Regions from separate parts of the Sus scrofa genome. Here regions 1, 2, 3 and 4 are each linked to region 5. The links are chromatin contacts, called in public Hi-C and promoter capture Hi-C maps. All regions are on one chromosome and are shown on one strand. The core of a region is the stretch at or near the end of the contact, and the rest is flanking DNA. Distances in the headings are between cores, read along the strand shown. Region 1 holds the start of PSMB4 (proteasome subunit beta 4). Region 2 holds the start of POGZ (pogo transposable element with ZNF domain). Region 3 holds the start of TUFT1 (tuftelin). Region 4 holds the start of CGN (cingulin). Region 5 holds the start of RORC (nuclear receptor ROR-gamma).

What was found. Promoter capture Hi-C pulls out the DNA fragments that hold promoters and counts their contacts. A called contact is a pair of places that touch in the nucleus more often than the background predicts.
Region 1: a Hi-C map of liver shows a contact between it and region 5, with 6 times the contacts expected there. The contact joins the promoter of PSMB4 here to the promoter of RORC in region 5. A contact is called at or near these places in 1 of 5 promoter capture datasets (fetal skeletal muscle) and 3 of 47 Hi-C or Micro-C datasets (embryonic fibroblasts and liver).
Region 2: a Hi-C map of embryonic fibroblasts shows a contact between it and region 5, with 2.1 times the contacts expected there. The contact joins the promoter of POGZ here to the promoter of RORC in region 5. A contact is called at or near these places in 1 of 5 promoter capture datasets (liver) and 1 of 47 Hi-C or Micro-C datasets (embryonic fibroblasts).
Region 3: a contact with region 5 is called in a promoter capture Hi-C map of liver, with 4 times the contacts expected there. The contact joins the promoter of TUFT1 here to the promoter of RORC in region 5. A contact is called at or near these places in 1 of 5 promoter capture datasets (liver) and 2 of 47 Hi-C or Micro-C datasets (embryonic fibroblasts and epiblast stem cells).
Region 4: a contact with region 5 is called in a promoter capture Hi-C map of liver, with 9 times the contacts expected there. The contact joins the promoter of CGN here to the promoter of RORC in region 5. A contact is called at or near these places in 2 of 5 promoter capture datasets (fetal skeletal muscle and liver) and 4 of 47 Hi-C or Micro-C datasets (epiblast stem cells and liver).

The regions. Positions count from the first base shown.
Region 1 is chr4:97,836,470-97,839,322 of Sscrofa11.1, forward strand. It overlaps PSMB4 (proteasome subunit beta 4), which reads right to left and starts at 1,440. Exons shown (of 7, transcript NM_001244455.1): 1 at 1,259-1,440; 2 at 810-1,016; 3 at 399-545; 4 at 180-261. The coding sequence starts at 1,398.
Region 2 is chr4:97,775,329-97,778,041 of Sscrofa11.1, forward strand. It overlaps POGZ (pogo transposable element with ZNF domain), which reads left to right and starts at 1,251. Exons shown (of 19, transcript XM_005663451.3): 1 at 1,251-1,601.
Region 3 is chr4:97,703,312-97,706,011 of Sscrofa11.1, forward strand. TUFT1 (tuftelin) reads right to left here and starts at 1,343. Exons shown (of 12, transcript XM_021089860.1): 1 at 127-1,343. The coding sequence starts at 189. It overlaps CGN (cingulin), which reads right to left. Exons shown (of 21, transcript XM_013997148.2): 21 at 1,494-2,700.
Region 4 is chr4:97,729,118-97,731,817 of Sscrofa11.1, forward strand. CGN (cingulin) reads right to left here and starts at 1,381. Exons shown (of 21, transcript XM_013997148.2): 1 at 1,359-1,381.
Region 5 is chr4:97,373,416-97,376,115 of Sscrofa11.1, forward strand. RORC (nuclear receptor ROR-gamma) reads left to right here and starts at 1,257. Exons shown (of 11, transcript XM_021089853.1): 1 at 1,257-1,504. All of the region lies in intron 1 of LOC110260324 (a long non-coding RNA gene), which reads right to left.

The sequences.
Region 1 (2,853 bases), core at 190-2,689, 460 kb after region 5:
ATGTATATTGACTCCTGGACCTATCACCTTGACATGGTCTCTGGACCACAAAGAAAACCATCTGCCCAGCAGTAGGGATCCTAGCCTGTTCCTCATGTCAGAATTGCAAGGGTAGACAACCACTAATCCCTATTGCCTTCTGTCTTCTTCTATCCCTCATCCCTCAACCAACTACTTACCTGAGCCAGGTATGCACCATAACCAGTGGCCAGCGAAGGGGCTTCATAGGCTACACCAAGCATGTCCACGTAACCCAGGAAGCTAACAGGACACAATAGGTCAAAGAACTCATTTCACCTTAGGTTTCTATATGTTAGCTGAAGGATGGGACCAAGGGGTCTGAGTCAGAAGTGGGATTCACTCAGGGAGAAGAGATAGTTATTTGTATTCAAATCAACCTCTCTCCATCAGCATAGCCTCCGATGACCATGGTGTTCCACAGGGGGTTCATCTTGGAGCGGCGGCTGTACATGGCCCTGGTCAGCCACGAATGGATAGCTTTAGGACTATAGCTGTGTCCATCTCCCAGCAGCTCCTCATCAATCCTTAAAAAGAATTGGTTGTGAGAAAAGGGAGAGAACAGAAATCGGGTTTTCCATCCACCCCCAAAAGATGTGACCACAATCTTCCCCTCTTAAACCCACTAAAATAAACTATTTGCAAACATCCTCGAATCTTTCACCCCCCAACAAGTCTCCCCATCCTCTACTGCAGCTTCAAGTTCCTCCACACTAGAACATCTTGATGGGATAAAAACAGTGGATTCCCCTCCCCACCTGGGAACTACTCCTATTCTCTAGATGACTTACACCATTTGGCCGAGAACTTGCTTCAAATATTGGAAATCAGCGTAGTCTCCTGAAGCACCCAGCATGGTGCTGTTGTTGACTCGCATAATGCGAGAGATGTTGCGGAAACGAGCCAAGGAACCATAGGAGCCCAGCATGTCTGCTGCAATCACCACTCCGCCCTCAAACTTGACTCCCAGAACCGAGGTCCCGGTCACCATGGGGTTCCTGGAGATAAAGAAGGGTCTGGCGAGAGGTGGAGGAGAATAGCCTAGGCCCGCTTCCCGCTCTGTGGGTTCCGCTTCTGACTTTCCATGGCTCCTTTCATTCTCCAGGCCCTACTCCTCGAGCTGTCCCGCTGTTAGCGCGCCCGGGGGTCCCCGCCTCGCCTGCCCTGGCTCCCCGAACCAGCCGGCCGCACCAGGCCCCACGGTCTCTCCCCCGCCCAGGCTAAGACGCCAAGAGCTTACTGGGTGCGCGTAATCGGACTCCCATAGAGCACGGATGCCGGGTCCACGATGGATCCAGGAGTGGGAGGAATGCGGTAGAACTGTCCAGGAGCCGGACCCCCGGCCCAGTGTCCCGACCGCGACTCCAAAATCGATTCCATCTTAGTCACCGTAGCTCAAGAAATGAAAGCGTTTGCGCCGACGGAAGCGGAAGTGATCCTTCAGTGCCACACCTTCTTTCTTCCTGAAAGCCACTTCCCGCAGCCATGTTGTTAGGGTCGGGACAGACCGTATGAGCATCCTGGGTGGCGACCGAAACCCAGAGATTTGGAATTGCCAGGCGTCGCATACGTAGCGGTAGAGTCTAGACTAGAACAATGTTCTGATGCTCAAATTCAAGGAGGGAGAGGGTGGTGTGGCAGATGGGGAGGGGGCGGGCTCGTCAAGACTCTGACCTGAGCGAGGAGGCAGGAAGTCTCCTTTCCTTTTTGGATCCTTATCAAAAAGCCCACACTTTAGGAGTTTCCGTCGTGGCTCAGTGGTTAGCGAACCCTACTAGCATCCATGAGGGTTCGATTCCTGGCCCCGCTAAGTGGGTTAAGGATCCGACCTTGCCGTGAGCTGCGGTGTGGGTCGCAGAGGAGGCTTGGATCCCGCGTTGCTGTGGGTCTGGGGTAGGACGGCTGCTACAGCTCCGATTGGACCCCTAGCCTAGGAACCTCCATATGCCCCAGCTGCGGCCCTAAAAAGACAAAAAAAAATAAAAAGAAAAGAAAAGCCTCACACGAAACTAACAGTGAACCCAGGATCTCTTAAGTTCTGTATTTCTCAAAGCAGCCTCATGTGGCATATTCGACCCATTTTATAGGTAAGAAACAGAGACTTGAATAGTGATTTACCTGATCACACAGCAAATAATGGTAGATCTGAGTCTAGGAATCTTACAGTTGTGCGTACCTTGCGGTGTATAATATCTCAGGTGGGTCACTCACTGTGCAGAACCTTCGACAAATCTCTGAAAGTTACCTAGTTGTGAAATGCTCTTACCTACCTCTTAAACAGCAGAAAAATTCCATTGCCTGTGGGAATGTAACTAAATTCCAGGCGTTCCCTTCTCAATGTGGTTCTGTAGCAGGGGCTGGAAGCAGTGTCTAGAATCAAACAGGTGAACCTAAACCTGATAGTTTGCCACTCCTCCCTACACAATTAGATTTTAAATTATTGACTCAGCGGGAAACCAAATCAGTTTTGTTTTTTAAATTCCCTGAGTTAATCTGAACCAAAGCAACGCATGAAATTTTAGCCTAATTGAAATAAAATATTTTATTAGGTCATGAAACCCTGGAAGGGAAGGGTCAAGGTCTTGTGTGAGAGACAACCAGCTGTTGCTCTTTGTATCATCTTTTGGCTGAAAACTAGGTAGTTGATTTCTTCTTCTAATAGCTCATTAATAATCATATTTGTTTATTCGTCTTCTTTATTATTATTTATTTACTACCAATTCTAATTAATAGCCACCTCCTCCCAAACTCCATATTCCAGGTGAATCTTACTTACTCAGAGACTTACTTGGACAATTAGCAGCTATCTGTTGTTATGACAGAAAGCTTAATGGG
Region 2 (2,713 bases), core at 1-2,500, 400 kb after region 5:
GCAAAATTTGTCAGTAAGACTATTTCTGAGGCAAATGACATAATGAATTATAGTAATTATGGAGGGAAAGAATAAAATAGGATTAGATCTCCATGTAGAATGTTTTTTGATGATTGATTCCGTAATCCCGCCATGGGCTCTTCCAGATCAGGCCTGGAAAATCTTCAGAAGTATTTTCAGAAGGATTGGTGATCTTCCCAATTCAAATAATAAAGTTTTTCCTAAGAATGACTAGTTGAAATCACTCATATTTTTGGTATGAAATAGGATGATGAAAATGGGTGGTGGTGCATGCATGTGCATGGGTGCACAATTTGGAATGCTTACTTTCACTGCCAATTTTCATAGTCTGGTGGTTTGGAATGTAAACATAGAAAAAGAATAGATATGTTTTTGCATCTCACCAGCCTTGCACGACTACTTTGATTTACCATTTGGTTTGGAGCAGATGTTTGGGTATTGATTAAAGAGCAACTATTTCCTCAAATATCCAAGGAAAATACTAAGCTTTTATCATCTCAGGAGGTAATAAAGGACAAACTTTCTTAGTCACTTGGAAAGAGGTTAGTTTTTGTTTGAGGAAAAATAATAGGTTGATGGTCTTGAATGTACAAATCAATCTTTGGGCCAGTCCATGTCAGCCTTATTTGGAGCAAAGAGCACAGAAGAGGAGTCTACAGTTTCTTAGAATTGAGGATCTCCGAGGATTCTACTCATCTCAAAGCAGTTTTCATACATGATCACCTTAATAAGCAATCATGTGTGACTTCCTTCCAGAATCCAGAAGCGTCTAGGGTAAAAACGGCTTTTAAAATTTCTTCACTTAAGGCCACTTGACTGCATGTCTCTTGAGAAAGAGTGAGTGCCATTTTGACGCTTTTGTTCTAATGACAGTCGTTGGGGCCATTGGGCCTCACTATCTGGCCTAAGGCATGAGGTTCTCCTCTTGGTTAGGTAAGAGCCTTGAGTGGAAAGTGTGGAGATTCCCAAAATTTCCCTGGAAAGTCCCCGCAAGTGAATTGGGGAACATTATCTTTGGAAATCCCATCTTTATCACCAAAACTTAGATGTTGTTTCTGAAGCTAATTATTTTTCATTCCATTTTTTGGGAAAGATTATTTATTTATTTATTTGCAGGCCCAGACAAACTTGACTAGAAAAGAAGCCCGGGCAGGGGTTAGGATGAGCCCATGACGTGCCACGCGCTCCAACCAATTGAAAAACCACGAAAGGGGGAGGGCGGAAGTGACGAGTCGTATCCCTCCGCGGGGCGAGAGGGTCGGTGGGGGGAGTCGGCGTCTCTCTCCCCCGCGCCAGCTCCCGTACACGGAGCCGCATTCCTCGGCCCCCCCGCCCCCCTCCCTCGGGGGCCCCCCGCCCCCCTCGGGAAAAAAAATCCACCTCAAATCACTCGAACCCGAGGGAGGTTTCCTTTCACCCTCGGGGAGACTAGCTTTCAACGGTTCCCTCTTCTCCGTCTCCCCCCAAGCCCCCGTCCCCTCCCCTGCTCCCACCCCCTTCTCCCGGCGCGGGGTGCAAGGTCCCTTTAAGGCGACGGCGCCTTCCTCGGGTCAGACTACCGGCGGCGACGACCACGGGAGGTGAGTGAGCGAGCGAGCCTTCTCTCTCCCCACCCCCTTCTCCCGGGGGTTCCGTTATCTTTTCGCTCGGCGAGGCGTTCCGAGGCGAGACAATGAGAGGGGGATGGGGCGGGAACGCGAGGGGTGGGGGCGGGGGCCCGGTGGCGCGCGCCCCCGCCCCCCTCGAGTGGCGTCGCGGCCCGCGGCGGCGGCGGGCGTGGGGTGCGGCGCGCGAGAGCGTGTGTGAGTGCGTGCGCCCCGGGAGCCGCGCGAGTTGCGCGGCGGGCCGGGCCGGGGAGGCCCCTGCCTGCCGGCCGCCCCCGCCCCCCGGCGCCTGCCGCGGCGCGCGCGCGCGCACTCGCGCCCCACGGCCCCGCACACAGCCGACGTCCACACGCACACCCGGCGCGAGGCGTCTCGGAGGAGTGGGCGGGCGCGGGCGCGGGCGGCGGCCCGCCGGGGAAGGGGCGGGGGCGCGGGCAGCAGCGAGACGGCGGGGCGCGGCGGGAGGGGCTGGCTAGGGGGCGAGGCCGCGCCGGGGAGGCGGGCGGGAGGGGCGGCGGGCCGAGGTCCCCCGGGGGTGGGGTAGGGGTAGTGCTGGGTCCTCTCCGCCCCACCCCCGCCGGGCCAAGAGTGGGGCTCTCTTTTTGAGCTCCAGGAGGAAAATGAGTGATTGCTTAGCCGCTCCCTTGTGTTATGTAATTCCCGCTCGGTCGTATAGTACATCCCAAGCCTTAGCGCACCGCTGTTAGTTTACAAAGTCTCCTCCCCCCCAGCCCCCCTCCCCGCGCTCTAAGATTTCTTTGGGCTGGCGCCGTGATTTACAAAATGGGATGGGGCTTAAAATCTTTATTTTCCGATGATTATATCCTGCCGCGGTGGGCGCCATGTTTATCCCAGGGACTATTTTTCTAGGTTTTTAGCACCTTCTGAAAAGGAGTGATGTCGTTGATTCACCTGCTTTCTCTCCTTTCTACGAGTTGTCCTGATTTCTTCGCCTGTCACACGGGGGATTCCCCCAAATTGTTGCTAATGCTGGACGTTTCTCTGCTTGTCTTGGACATTTTCAGCTTAGAAAAAGGTAGAGCGGGAGAGTCTTTTTAAGTCATTTAGCCCAAAATCTCTTTGAAGAT
Region 3 (2,700 bases), core at 93-2,592, 330 kb after region 5:
AGCGCCGTGAGGGGCTGACCGCACGGCACCAGGTGATGTCAGCGAACTCCGCGCGGGGCACGGTTGGGGCGGAATTAGAAACCAAGAGTACCGAGCGAGGGAGGCGACGTGGTCGCTTTTTCTTACCGAGGTCTGCGCTTCCGGGTGCACGTCCACCAGTGTACACCAGCTACGCGTCCCGTTCATCATCTTCCCGAGAGGGTCACGGAACACACACACAGCCCTCCGCCTTGCAGTCTGGCTCCTACTAGGCGAGCGCGCGCCGAACCGCCCCCCCCTTGTATAGGTGCGTCAGGGGCGGAGGCTGGCAATAGGACACGCCCCCAGGACGCGGTTCGCCAATGACTGAGCAAAATTGTGAAGTGGGCGTAGCCTAGAGGCTTCAGGCCACGCCCGTCTGCGCTCGCTCCGATTTACCTAAAGGTGGGGCTTGGGAGCTACTATCTACTTAACTGAAGTTTTGTCCAGTGTTATATGATTGTACCTCAAACGTTAGTCTTGCCCTCTCATTTCAACTCTAAGGCCAGTGTTGGTAAGAGAGGTTCACCCTGCCAGCCCCTAGAGGATGCAAAATTGGAAAAAAACCTTCCATACATTCTCCTCTCCCTATATTTAGGCCAGCCTGTAGGCTTTGTAGAACTGAGAAACCTTTCCTCCGCCATACAGGCTGCCAGGGCCAGCTCACTCAGACTGGCCTAAGCCAGTCTGGCAGGTGCCCTTCCTTGGCAGAAAGCCCAGGCCAAAGTCAAAGCCAGCTTGGCTCTGGGTGGGGCTTGTTTTGCAGAAGCTATTATATCAAAGCTGCCCTTATATGGATGGGAGAGGCGGGACACATTGCCTTAAAAGGAATTTGTATTCTTGAGAAGGGATGAACCTTAACTTCTCCAATGACATTTGCTCCCTTGGCCCAGGTTAGCATCTTAAGGACCTAGAAGAGAGGATGATCAAGAAAGATCTTGGAGCCTCTTCCAGTCCAGCTGCTCTTAGCATATGGCTTCTCCACCAGGCTATGGTCCATATGGACATGACAGGAGGAGGCCTGACCCACTCCAGAGTGGGCAGAAAGCCTGAATCTGACAGAAGGCTCTGCTGATCAGCTAGCTCCCTGTTCAAGGCAACACAAGAGGAATGCCAGGTAGGAATGGATGGCTATCTTTGTGTCTAAGAGGTGAATGCTGGGGCTATCCCTATGTTCCCAAGGAATAAAAAAAAAAAAAACCAGTTCCAGTCTAACCCTCGAAGGCATTTACTGGCCTTGTTCTTCCCAGAATGTTGTTCAGGAGAGAAGGGAGCTGTTACCAATACTCCATTTATTTCTTAAGGAAATAAAGGAAACCTAGGGAACCTAAGGCTCCCTAGGTTCCATCTGATCTGTTGTAAAGGACCTCTAAAAAGTGAAGTTAAGAAAACCCCAGCTTCGGTCTCTAAATTGAACAATAAAATGGTTTCTTCATAAAGTTAAGATGGGGGAGAATGAGAAGACAAGTCAAAAATTTCAGAATAGATATATAATTTTATGTTTAATTTAAAATAAATTCAATGCTGGATTGGATTGAACTGGGAGATAATATATGATTTGCAGAATAGAGGAACTTTTTTTTTAATCACAAAATCACAAGTTATTGGTGAAAACAGACTTCTCCCTCCTCAAGGCTCTGTACAGAGCCTGCTTAGGAAATAAGAGAGATGAATCATCTCCCTTACCTCCTCCCCACCAGAACTTGGCTCTCCCCAAATCCCAAAGGAGGAATAAATCCTCCATTGCCTCTTTCCATTTCTACCAAGAGTCAGCCTCTAGCCCCTCTGTATGAGGACCAAGCTCCTGAGATATTGAGGGTCCCTCAGTTCCCTAGTGAGGTTGGGCACATCTGATCACAAGGCCACAGAGACCAAAACCTTTGCTTTTCGAACTTGTGTAGACAGTTGTTAGGGTTCCCAGGTGTGACCATCTTACAAGCACATCCAGTCAGAGAGGGAGAAGAGGAAGGATGGAAACCCTGAGCAGAACCAGGCCTCACCACCTTATCATGGCCCTACCAAAGTCCCTCTCGCAGGGGTTCCTAAGTAGAGAAGCTGGTAGCTCTGTCCATCGGTCACTGGGGCAGCAGGAGGGGTTCTTGGAGAGGTATGAATGTGCAGGTATAAAAGGCAAGAAGGGCATCCTTATCTCCTCACCCCGGCTAAGGCACTGAAAAGAAAGGAGGAAATGGTAAAGACGGGAAGGGGAGGAGAAAGGGTCCCTTGGATCTTGGCCTGGGGAAGACAAAAAATATAGGACTGGAGACAGGTGGGGACTACCACGTGGGCCCCATGACTGTGCAAAGAAGAGCATCTGAGAAGTGGGTAGAGCCACGCCAGCATGTCCGTTACCCATTATGTCCTCCTTACCCTGCTCCAGAATGGGAGGAAAATGAGTTACAGGAGTCAAGGGAGCAGAATCATATAGGGTATTTCCCTGAGCCTGGGGTGTAGGGTTAAAGAAATAAAGCTTTATACACATGGCAATTTCGATCCCTTCCTCTCCTGCTCAATCAGCCTATATGCTGACCGAGCTGCTGCTGTGAGGGAGTCGGGGTGGGGGGAGTCAGCACTTGAGGAGAGGATTCAGCTGGCTAAAACGCCCACTCCTCCAGAGGAAAGGGAAAGCCCATCCACCAGCTCAACACTGATGCCTTTTTATCACCATCACCCAGACCCCTC
Region 4 (2,700 bases), core at 131-2,630, 360 kb after region 5:
GGGATTTTCGGAGAAGCATCAAGGAACCTGGTTAAGCTCCCAAACGTCACCCAATGGCTCCATCTAAAACCATGGAAGTATGTGCTTGGGGGGGAGAGGGGGGTTGACGTTAGCTCCCAGGAAGAGGCCTCTTTAGAAAGATGTATTTCTACATATTTTGAAGACCTCGGGATCTATGCTTACTCAGATCCCTCTCCTGTAGAGCACTCTCTCAAGAGGAAGTAGGAAAAATTCTCCCTGGCAAGAAAGCAAAGGAAGACAAAAACTGAAAGCCTTCGTTTCACACCTAGCAGACATGGGGGTGCCCTCTTGCTCTACTTCTCAGTGCCTGTTAATTGCACCTGTCTTGCCCTGTAGGTGAGCAATGGTTAGAGAAAGATTGCACACCTCAGAGCCATCTCAAAGTCAGAAGGGAGGTATCAGCGCCAGCTCGGACTGGCCGTCGGAGGAAAGAACCTCAGGGAAACAGCACCTTTCCACGCCCTCTCACTTATGTCTCCGAACCTCAGGCAGCAGTCCCCTTTGCCCAACTGAGGAAACACTCCTTCCCCCCACCATTCCCGCCTCTGAGAAATCCTGCCCCGGGAACTGGCGTCTGACCACCAGAGCTATCTTGGCCCTGAAACACTTTCATGCCCTGGGAATAGCCTCAGCCTCAGGTGCCCCTCACCTGGCACCTTCCCAAGCACCTGCCTCTGGCACCTGAGGACAGGAGCCAGCTCTTAATCAGTGCTCCCACCCTACCTCGACCTCCCCTCCTCCTCTCGCCAACACAGCACCTGTGCCCTGGGTATCTCAGATCGCCTCGACTCCCACCCCTCAGGGGTACACCTGAGGGCTCGCCTGCCTTTCAGGTGCCCTTGCCCCCGCCCGGTTCACTCACCCCAGCCGGGCTCGGCGCTCCCGGGCTCGGGCTCGGGCTCGGGTAGAGCTGCACGCGCGGCTCCCGGGCCCTCCCCCTCTGTCCCTCCGCGCTCCCTCCTTCTCTCTCCCCCTCCCACCAACCTGTTACTCCCCTCCGGAGCTCCACCTCCATTGGCCGTCACCACCTGCCCCGCCCTCCCCTTCCTCCAGTTGGTCCGTTTCCCACGAGGGGCGGGCCGGCCGCGTCAGGGACCCGGACCTGGGGTCGCCAGCCCGGGTGGGCGGGAGGGGCTGTCTGGGTCACGTGGGCCGGGGGCGGGGCGGCGAGGGGCATCGGGAGGCCATTTTGGGGGCGTAGTGGTCAGCCGCTGGCGACCGCCCCCGCCCCCGCCAGGCCGGGGTCGGGAGCCGCCAAAGCATTTTCTCGCCTCTGCTGCAAAACAATCCCCCGCCTCCCGGCTTCGCAAGGGGACTGTCTTCTGACCTTCACCTACCTCCGCATAAGCTGGAATCCTCTTCCGTCGCATTCTGCGGAAAATATCTCCCAGTCCCCCGACGTCAGAGCCTCCACATCAGCTCCGTCTCCCTTTTCCCCAACCCGAGCCAGACCCCTGTCTTGGATTCTCCCCCGTCTCCTGGCCTCCCCAAATCATGCAGCCTGGTGCCTTTTTCTCTGTAGTGTTTATCACCTTCCAAGTTATGTAATTAAATCTAAATATCATATTTGTCTTTTGTCTCGCCCTACGCCAAGCTTCACCAGGGCAAAGATCTCTTGCTTTGTTCTCTGCTTTATCCCAAACGCCTGCAACAGGGACCGACATTTGTTAGATGCTTAATAAATATTTGTTGAATGAGTGAATGAATGAATGGGAACCGGGAGGGGTGAGTTTCCACAGAATAGGAATGACTGTCATTCTAAACAGAAGGGGATCTCAACCCCAGGTTGTAAATCCATTTTAATCTTTCAGGAAGTGGGGAAATTGACTCCAGTCCCTTGACGAGTAAAGGCAGGGGTGCTCAACCAACTGCAGGCACTCTGCTTATCTTCTAGCTGTAGTTAAACAGCGAAATCTGGCCTCCTAGGTTTTAATCGTTGAGGTATGTAAGAGATTGACTTAGTTTATGTTGCTAGGTTCTGATATTCTCACGTATTTATTCAACAACTATTTATTGTGTACCTATTGAGGATTGAAGAGGAATCTTACCTGCCACTGACAGTCTAGGGCTTTCCTGAGAGCACATTTCCTTCCCTTCCCCCCAAACTTCAAAGCCTACGTGTAGGACCTGGAGGGTAAAGTCCACCTCCCAGTTCCTAGGCAGGGAAGCAAAGTCTCTGCATTCCAAGGGAAGCTTTATGTAGGGATTAGAGTCATCAAACCGGCCCATGGCCCGGGGAGGAACAGCAAAAAAAAAAAAAAAAAAAACTGTAAGGGTGGGGATAGGGAAAGGAAACATCCCTCCAGGACCATGTTATCTCTAGATCACTGGGGGTTTTTTTGCTTTTTTTTTTTAATGTGAGATTGTTTAATTGACCCAAGTATTGGAAACGTGGAAACTCTCCTAAGGTAACACCTTAATAATTAGGATACTTGTATTTGTAGTAAATACAAAGTTAGGGTGGTAAAGGAGACACCCCACCCAGCACTACGAACACAGGTTGCAAGGAAAACTAGGAGGCCTCTGAGTCACAGTCATCGTCATCTGTTCCTCAAGGAAGCACTCAGTCTGACAGAGAAACTATCATTAGGCACGGGTGTCAAAGGGGACACTAAGACCTTTCCCAGAGGTTGTGGTCCCATTCCTTAGAAATGTTACAGGAGGTCCCTTCGTGGCTCA
Region 5 (2,700 bases), core at 7-2,506:
CTTCAAAAGGAGAAAAGAGGGAGAGGAATGAGCTACAGAAGCACAGAAAACAGAAGAGCCACAGGCGGGAAGGGCTTGGCAGGGAGAGGCACAGAGAGGACACTGAGTGGAAGCAAAGCCAGTCATCGGTGGCGGGAAGGGAGCAGCAGGGCAGCACTGCCCCAGCACTCCCTGCGCGCTGCTCCTTCTGCCTCTTGCTGGCTCTACTTGTCTTTGTGACACTGGCCTCAGGGGTGCTTCAGAGAACTTTGCCTCTTACTCCAAGCCTGCCCAAGGGGCTGAGCCCCCAAACAGACCAACATCCTGTTCTGTGCAGAGAAAGGTACACAGATGCGTGGGCCACCCATTTACCAAAAGGACACGGGGCTAATCAGAGGCTCAGAGGCACAGACACATGCCCTCAGACTCTCTCTCCGTACAAGAAGATCCCCACGAGTTTCCGTCCACTCTTCCCCACTCCCTACCCCTTTGTCAACCATCCTAGGAGGTGGAGAGTCCTTCTCTACCTCTGTCTCATAAGCTACAGCCCTTGGGAGAGTCTGGGAGCTACCCAGGAATGGAGGTGCTGGAGGTGCTCCGTGTGAAGTTCCAGGATGGGGTAAGAGTGGAGGATGGTGAGATGGGAGGGCAGGCGAGGAAAGGGACAGCTGCCTGCCCTCTCCACGCCAGGTGCCACGTGCACAAGGTTGGGGGGAGTGGGCTGCCGTCACGAGGCTGAGGCGTGGCTGGCTCCTGCTCTGCTGTTTACCAGCTGGGAGTGAGAGCAGGAGGAGGTGCCAGGGAGCCTCCCCACTGCAGCCTGGCCCCCGGCCAGCCGGCCTGTTGGGTAACCAGGAGAGCCAGGCCCAGCTAATCAAACTCTGGGCCGAGGCTGGGCAGGAGAATAGAAGCATCCAGGACTCACAGAAGCCTCATCCTGTGCCCCCTGCCCTGAAGAGCCCTGCTCAGTGATGGGGGATCGGGGTGCGGGGAGGTCTCCTTCCTGTACCTAGTGCAGTGTAGCACGTCTCCCATGGCTCCTGTGCCCCCAAAAACAACTCCAGGCCTGCCCCCGACCCCAAAAGACTGGGAGGATATGGAGGCATCAGGGAGCCAGGGAATTCTAGAGAAGGGCAGCAAATGGCAGAGGCTAAGCCGGCAGAGGCCTCAAGGAACCCAGAAACCACTGGGATGACTCTGACCTCATCCTGGAGAAGAGACCCCATCCCCCAGATAAACCATCCTATCTTCATCTCTCCCCTCCCCAACTCCCCTGATCTTATCACCTGTCTTGGTCAAGTAGAAAGCATATGATTCTAAAGTCAGCAAGACCTGTGTTCAATGCACAGCTCAGCCACTTATGGTCCTTATGCAAATGCTTGGGCAAGTCGGGACAATCTTTGACCATCACTTCACTTAGGAGCATCACCTAGTTATCTGGAGCAACTATGTTTGCCTCGTGGCGGATGCTGGGAGGATCGGAGAAAATCATAGATTTATACACAGCACACGTCCATCGATAAATGTGAGCACCCTTCCCGTCACCTACCCTGTTTCTCCCCAAGGCTTAAACTTTGTTCTTCCGGTGTCTCCTCTTGTCCCTTTCTGATGCCAAAACACTCTGCCAGCCACTCCTTTCCCCTGCCTGCTGCCGGGCCAGGTGCTCTGTCCCTCCCCCCTTCCCTCCCCTGGGCCCTGCTCCCTGCCCTCCTGGGCAGCCAGGGCAGCAAGGACGGCACCCAGGGAGTTGCCCCATGGACAGGGCCCCACAGAGACACCACCGAGCCTCGAGGGGTAAGAGGCCCTACGGCCCTGCAGGCAGGTGGCAGGGGCTGCCAGGAAGTTCAGGGGACAGGGAGAGGTGGGAAGAGACTGGTTGGGAAGTGAGGAGGTGGGGAGGAGCAAGAGGAGAGAGAAGGAGAGAGGGGTTGGCCGGCGAAGGCGGGACGGTGAGACAGGACAGGTCTCCATAGAAACGGAAGGAGAGACCGGAGGAGGAGAAACGCGAAGCGGGAGAAGCCGGAAGCACACGGAGGGGAAAGAAAGGGAGAAGCAAGGAGGGAAGGGACAGGTGGGATGGGGGAGGAGAGCCAAGTCGGGAAGCTGGAAGAAGGAAGCGCCGCACAGGGCCAGGCCCTGCCAAGTGTGAGCGCCCCCTGGGAGGAGGAGCGGGCACTGCTCCTTTGGCTGGGACCCGCTCTGGGCAGCAGTGGCTGGGAGGCTGGCCATCCACCTTCTGTTCATCCAGCAATGGAGGAAGCTGCCCTGCCTTTAAGGATGACAGAGGGTGGGGGAGAAAGCAATAGCACCCTGTCTGCTGCCCGTAACCCACGGGCCCAGCACTTTCCTCCCCGGTGTGGGGTTTCATTTCTGCAAAGAATGTGGGGCACCTGGCCAGGGGCAGCGGCGGACAGAGACTCGGGCGGACCTTGGCCCCACGGATGGTCTAACAGCCTCTCCCATGGCCACAAGCTCGGTCAGGTGTGAGCACTGAGGGGAAACGCTCCAGGGCCACCTGGCGGAGGAAGAACTCCACTGCCGGGGCCAAGAGGGGAGCGCTCCCACCCCAGGACTGCTCTGAGGTGCAAGGCTGGAGGCCAGAGAGACAGTGCCACGTCAGGGAGGAAGCTGGGTGGGGCCAGGCAGGATCAGCGGGGTGGGGGGAGGCGGGAGGGGCCGGATGGAGCCACTCCCTCCCTGGGCACCTCCCCCCACCCTACC